Linked DNA regions of Pelodiscus sinensis: region 2 is linked to region 1. The links are chromatin contacts, called in public Hi-C maps. All regions are on one chromosome and are shown on one strand. Each heading gives the region's core, a stretch centred on a gene start, on an enhancer-like site or on the middle of the called end of the contact. The rest is flanking DNA. Distances are from core to core; before and after follow the strand shown.

Region 1 (3,503 bases), core at 838-3,337:
TCTATCACCTGCATCTACTGGTGGAATTCAAAGACTAACAGTAACAAGAGTCAAGACAAGGTTGAAAGGAAAGTATCTGTAGTTATTGTTTGGTAAAAAGCTACAGTATTTAACAACGGCTAGTGAACTTTCAGGATAAAGAACTACTTTTGTTGAGAGTCACCCTTTCAACTGATAAAGGTGTTAAATGTCACAACTATCCAGGAGCTTCTACAGCCTTTCCATAGAAACCAGATGTTTCTGCTGTTTCTAAAGAAGTTACAACAGTAGAAACACTGTACACATTAAGTTAAGGAGTGCTAGAGAATGTTCTACAGAGTTAAGCTTTTTTTGGCAGATCACCTTTTAAATATGGTCCATCTTTCTCTAGAAAGTGAGAACTCTACAGCTAGGTGAAGATGTGTAATTTCTACATAATCCAAATCAAAGAAAGGGAAACACTGCCTTCTAGTCAAGGAGTGTTACCTATTTTGAGTACAGGTATTATTTTAGTTACATCATATCTCTTCTTATCCAAGTCAAGGGTTTGCTTCCACTCCCTCTATCTGGAATTCCACTTCCCAAATTCTCTCTGGCTAGGCTGGATGGTGGTTTATTCTCTGAGCCCAATCCTTAGGGGCCACAACAGGTAGCTCAATGGTTGGAGGTCATTAGGGACTATATCCCAGTCCCACCTCTCCCTCATGCCTTTGATGCACAATCCTGGTCACTGAGGAGCAAACAGCTACACAAAGACACATTTTATTGATAAATAATGGACGGGAAAGGCTACCCCAAGCCTGGCGCATCCCTAACCCACCACAGGTCTCCGGTCCTTAGCAGCTAGTTTGCGCTGCAGCTCAGTGTCCCGCCAGCTCACCAGGGAGCTCCCGCATAGCTGTGTCCCCCACAGGCTGAGGCAGCACCCAGGAGCCTCCGAGGTCAGTCTCCAGGTGCCATAGGGACTCAGTTCCTCTTTCTCCCTGCCGGGCGCTGCTGCTGCTGCCGTCGGGGCCCGGCTTTCCTGCCCTTGCCCGCCGGCCCCTTGCCGCCTCCCGGGCGCTGCCGGCCCCGCTTGCCCCGCTGCCCGCGCTTCTTGCCCCTGTTCGCCGCCGCCGCCGCGGCGTCCTCCTCGCGCAGCTGCTTGTTGACGGCGCGGGTCAGGTCGAGCGGCGCCTTCTTGCTGCCCAGGCCCCGCAGCAGCTCCAGCTGCCGGCTCCTCTCGGCCGCCAGGTCGCCAAGCAGCGGCTCGAAGTGCCGCTTCTTGCCGCCCCGGGCTGGGGGCGCGGCGGGCTCCTTGGGGAGCCGGGGCTGGAAGCGGCCTAGGGAGGCGGTGGAGACGCGGGCCACCTGCGCGGCGCGGCCCAGCTCGTCGCGGCTTTGGTGGCCGGTGGGGTGGAGGCCGCGGCCGGGCAGGGCGCCCCGGGCGATGTTGCGGAGGCGGTTGAGCTCGTTGCGCGCCACCCGCTCGCGCTTGTCGCGGAGCCGCTTGGCGAACTGGTCCTCGTTGGGGTCGCCGCCGGCAGGCACCTCGATGAGCCAGTCCCGAGCGGGGTCCCCGCCGGCCCGCCCGTAGCCCCAGCGCCGCCGCCACTGCTTGGCCGCCTCGTCCCACACCAGCGACGTGCGCTTCCGCCGCCGGATGCCCTTCAGCCGGGCGAACTGCTCCCAGCGGGTGGGCGGCCGCGGCCGCGGCACGGGCTTCTCCCGGGGCAGGCGGTAGGAGGGCTCGGGCAGCTGCGCCACCAGCGGCCCCGTCGCCCCCTCGGCGCGCTCGGCCGGCAGCGCCCACAGCTGGGCCACCAGCAGCTGCGTGTTGCCCCGGGCCAGCGCGCGCAGGCGGCTCTCGCGCTGGGCGCCCGGCAGCGACGGCGGCGGGTTCCGGTCCAGCGCCAGCAGGTTCCCCAGGTCGAACTCGGGTTCCAGCTCCTTCTCCACCGCCACGCTGCGCTGCTGCGGCGACGCCGCCTCGCCCTGCCCCGCGCGAGCAAGCAGCTCCTCCACGCGCAGCGCCGCCATGGCCGCGAGACACCCGGCCAACCACCTGCCCACGTGCGGCCGACTACGCCCGGTAGAACGAAAGGTTAAAGGTTTAGGTTCCGGCTGGCGTGGGCGTGCTGGATGCGCGTATGGACCAATGGGCTCGCCTATAACCCCCCCCCCCATTCTGCCCGGAACAACAACTCCCAGAACGCATCGGCTCCTGATATGCCTAACACCATGGGTCTCTATGCTGCACTGCCTCCTGGGAGTTGTAGTCCTCTACGGATGGTCATTCTGGCCAATATAGTGCATTGCGCGTTCAGTACGCCTTCCCAATATAGACGCGTGGTTGGAGTTGTAGTCCCCCAGCCGCAGTCTGGGAAGCTGGTAGAGCTTTGAATGCTGGGTCCTGAAGTCTCCCTTGGTCATACTGGCTCCTGTTAGAATCGTAGAACACTAAAACTGGAAGGGACCTCTGGAGGTCATCGAGTCCAGTCCTCTGCCATTATGGCAGGACCAAGCACTGTTGGGTGAATGGGAGACCATACCCAACGCCTCCTTTGTTGTGGCCGTGCTGCCTTTGGAAAATTGACCAAACGCTTATGGAATGATCATGGTGTGACACTTCACATGAAGGTAACAGTTTATCAGGCAGTTGTCCTGACTATCCTGCTATATGGTTCGGAGTCATGGACCATATGTTGCCGTCATGTACTGACACTCAATCAGTTATATATGTGCTGCCTCAGGAAGGTTGTCCATGTGAATCAGTTGGACAAAAGTTCTAACATGGAGGTCCTGAAGCTGTGTAGTGTCATGGGCTTGGAACCAATGCTTATGAACAGTTTTGCTGGACTGATCATGTTATAAAGATGGATGATACCTACAGCCAGCTTGTTCATTGAAAGAGGTCTATTGCTCATCAGTGTAAGCATTATAAAGATATCTTAAAGGCCACCGTGAAGTCATGTAGCATATCTCCCGGTGATCTGGAAATCATAGCTCAGGGCTATGATTGTTCTAGTGGCAAACTATCATACAGGCTGTCAAATGCGTCACAAGTCAATGTATTCAGACATTACAAGAAAAGCATAGGATCCGAAAAGAGCATACAACACCCAGGGTATGTCTACACTATCCCGCTAGTTCGAACTAGCGGGGTAATGTAGGCATACCGCACTTGCTAATGAAGCCCGGGATTTGAATTTTCCGGGCTTCATTAGCATAAGCGGGGAGCCGCCATTTTTAAATCCCAGCTGCTTCGAACCCCGTTTCACGAGGAGTAACGGTAGTTCGGAATAGGCACCCTAGTCCGAACTACCTAGTTCGAGCCCCGTGTAGCCGCGCTACACGGGGTTCGAAGCAGCGGGGATTTAAAAATGGCGGCTCCCCGCTTATGCTAATGAAGCCCGGGAAATTCAAATCCCGGGCTTCATTAGCAAGTGCGGTATGCCTACATTACCCTCCTAGTTCGAACTAGGAGGGTAGTGTAGACATTCCCCCACAGAGGCTGGATTTTTATGTGACATCTGTAATTGGAT
Region 2 (3,362 bases), core at 579-3,078, 500 kb after region 1:
AACCATTAACTAGTGGGGGCTGCAGCAGTGGTTGCTCCAGCCCCACAGGAGATCTGCTGCACACAGAAGCTGCTCTGGTCATCTGGATCAGCTCCTCTCTTATGAGAGCCTGGGTGCCACACAGGCTGGGGTTGCTCCAGCTAAGCTAGAGTAGTGACTGCCTGCAGAAGGGAGGGAGGAAGGGAGTGTGGGGTGGGGGGATGCAGGGGTTATTTCAGCCCAGCCTCAGCAAGTGAGGGAAATGAGGCTGGAGCAGTCCTCCCTCCAACCAACTGTCCCCCCTTTAACCAGTTAAACAAACAGCTTTTTACATCCCTAATCATGCATCATCCCTACTTATACCAAAAGGAAATACAACATTGCCATATGCATACAAGGTACCAGATGTTCTCAAACAGGAAAAATTACAGAGCCTGCAACATCCTACTTTGGAGCTCTTCTTATCTCCCTTCCTTCATTCAAAATACTCGTTAGAAACCATGGATATTAACTCAAGGTTATTTTGTTTTAAATATGAAGTTACCTACAATCTCTTGCATCTGATGAAGCAGGTCTTTGCCCACAAAAGCTTATGCTCCAATGAATCTGTTGTCCTGTGGCACCTTATAGACTCTTTCATTGTTCCTACAATCTCCTACTTGCACCTGATTTAGATTGCAAGGCTTCTTTGGAAGTGATCACAGCACCCACCTCTACCTGCACAGTGACACAGAGGCTCTCTATCAATGCTCAGGAGATCAGCGAAGTGGGTAGGAAAAGAGCTGCAAGACTAGTAAGCGAAGAAGCAACAGGAATTCAACAAGTCAACTGGCGTATATGCCGGTACTAAACGTTATTCATCCCCGATCACGCCTATGGTCACCATCCATCCTAAGGCTGGCTGGAGCAACAATTTCATGATTGAAGCAGCGGCTCTACAGACCCGCATATGAAGTTAATATTTACTCTGTCGTCTCGACCAGCTGATCAGAAAGGCAAACATGAGGCAGGCTTCAGAGCGCAGCCCGAGGCTGCACGTGGCTGTTACTAACACCGCCAGGCTCACACAAGGTCTCAATCGGCGGGCAGAAACCAGCAATAACTGGCAAGGGCAGGGTCCCGTGTGAACGCCCGTCACCCAGGCAATGCGCTCGGCCACGGAAGTGGAGGCCCCGTTAACTCCGAGTTTACTCTCCCCCGGGGACGCCAGACCTGAAGGAGCCGCTCGCCCAGGGGCTGGGGGCGGAAGCCCGCTCGGACCCCGGCAGGCCAAGGACCGTGGGAGGGGGCAGGACACGGGCTGCGGAGCCCGGCGAAAGGGGAGAAACAGCGGGGAGGGGAGCGGGTCGGCACCAGGCTGAGCTCGGAACCCAGCTGCCCGCCCTTGCGCCTCACCCGGCCGCACCGGGCTCTGATCTTCCGCGGGGGCTTCCCGGCGCCGCGCCTCAGCCCATCAGGCTCCCGGGAGAGAGACACACCGGCCCCAGCAGATCCCCGGGCGGACACCTGGCCACGCCCAGCACAGACTCACCCCCTACCTAGCCAAGGCCTCAGCGCTCACTCGCCGGTCTCCGGCTCCTCAGGGGCAGTGACTCAAGGCTCCGCCCTCTCCGCACAGCCAATCCCGAGCCGCACAGGCCCGGTACTGCCCAATCAGCACTGCGCCTGAGAGAGGCGGGACCTAGCCTGCCACACACTAGTGGGACGGAGCGCCGCGGCCTAACCGGCAGCAGCCCAGCTCGGGTCTGCCCCGCCCCGTTCGCGCCAGTGATTGAAGGGCGCCTGCCAACGGCCAATCCCGTGATGATGTCGCCTGCGCGGCCCGGCAAGCCCTGATTGGCCGTTCAGCGTGCGCGCGGGCCCTATTGGAAATCGTCCAGGCTGCTGACATGCTGGTCCGGTGCGGGCGGCCGGGGCAAACCAAACCCCGAGAGAGGGTGGCACAGAGCTCCCCGCGGACACACGGGTCTTGCCGCGTACGTCAGCCTGGGTCTACCCGTGAGATCTGTGCCTCCGCTGGATGGGGATGCCGTTGGGTCTCCTCCAGCGCTGGGTGCTGCTGTGTTTGGGTTTCCAGTGTGGCAGAAGGATACTTATTGTTTAAAAAATCAGAGAATTGTTTAAGTCCATCAAAGTATCTCTCTTGTGTTATTATGATGTAATGACAACAGACCTAGATAGATTATTAGCCAGGATGGGTAGGAATGGTGTCCCTAGCCTCTGTCTGGAAAATGGACGACAGGAGAGGGATCACATGAGGATTACCTGTTGTGTTCCTTTCCTGTGGGGCATCTGATATTGGCCACTGTTGGCCGACAGGATACTGAGCTAGATGGACCTTTGATCTGATCCAGTATGGCCGTTCTTATGTTTTTGTTCTTATGTAACTGGAGGGCAGGAGAGTGACAGCTCCTCTAAGAAATATTATTTCCAAGGGAGGGGAGCAACTCTTGGGGAACAGGGGAAGGATTGGAAAGATTGTGGCCTTCTGTGCCCCCATAAGGCTAATAACTCCTGGTATATTTAGTTTGTTTAAATCAGTTTACTGATTTTTTTGTTTTCTCAAAATTGATTTGACTGTAAGTGCTTTGTAAAGGCTGGCTGGTAACTGGTGTACATTGTTGAAGCCCCTGAGAAAAGATTAAGTACAGGTGCTGGAACTTGGTCAGAACTGCTTCAGAAATCATAGTAAGATGTAGAGCACTGCCAGCCTAAAGCCCCAGACCAAAGGGGAGAGATGTGGGTCTTTTCCTGAGATAAATGATAGCTGGATGGAGCCTGAAACCTTAAGTAGGTATTCTGGAGGAAGATGGGGGGAGGAGAATCAAAGCTACAGTTCATCCTGAAACCCTGACAACTCTCTTTGTCCATTTTAGTTGAATTGAATTGAAAAATGCATCCCTATTTGTCATTTCAAATTATCCTACTCTCATCTTTCATTGGTTATTTAGTAAATTACCCTGTTCAAACATCACTCTTCAGACAAAAAATGCAGTTTAATAGTATTGCTAGAATTCTTAAATTCAACATACTGAGCTATGAATAAAGTAATGTTTTTCAAAGTGTAATACTTACCGAGACAGAGGCAGAAGAAAGTGAGAAGGACTAGTGAAGGAGGTACAGACACCTATCCCTTTCTAGTCCAGCATCCCAACTTTTATTAAAAAGAATAGTCACTATCAGGGTTGCAAGGAATTTTTTCAAAATGTCAAGTGGATATTGAAGAAATATCTATATGATATTGCAGAACACCTTAAGTCCTGAGGTGTGGACTGCCATATTCTTTTCAATGGGTATTAACTTAGGGTGATGCCAGTGACACTTTATATGTCAATATTGTTAATTTAATGTCTCAAGAAAGCATGTAAAAAAGATAAAAGTAT

Evidence for each region. Hi-C and Micro-C count contacts between places; a contact is called where the count stands out from the background.
Region 2: a contact with region 1 is called in a Hi-C map of blood, with 7 times the contacts expected there. The contact joins the promoter of ARMC1 here to the promoter of RRS1 in region 1. A contact is called at or near these places in 2 of 5 Hi-C or Micro-C datasets (blood and an unstated tissue).

Annotation. Positions count from the first base shown.
Region 1 is chr2:58,342,145-58,345,647 of ASM4963464v1, forward strand. It overlaps RRS1 (regulator of ribosome synthesis 1), which reads right to left and starts at 2,088. Exons shown (of 1, transcript XM_075920609.1): 1 at 726-2,088. The coding sequence starts at 1,998. The coding sequence ends at 946.
Region 2 is chr2:58,843,987-58,847,348 of ASM4963464v1, forward strand. It overlaps ARMC1 (armadillo repeat containing 1), which reads left to right and starts at 1,829. Exons shown (of 7, transcript XM_075920615.1): 1 at 1,829-1,955. It overlaps MTFR1 (mitochondrial fission regulator 1), which reads right to left and starts at 1,675. Exons shown (of 8, transcript XM_075920612.1): 1 at 1,518-1,675.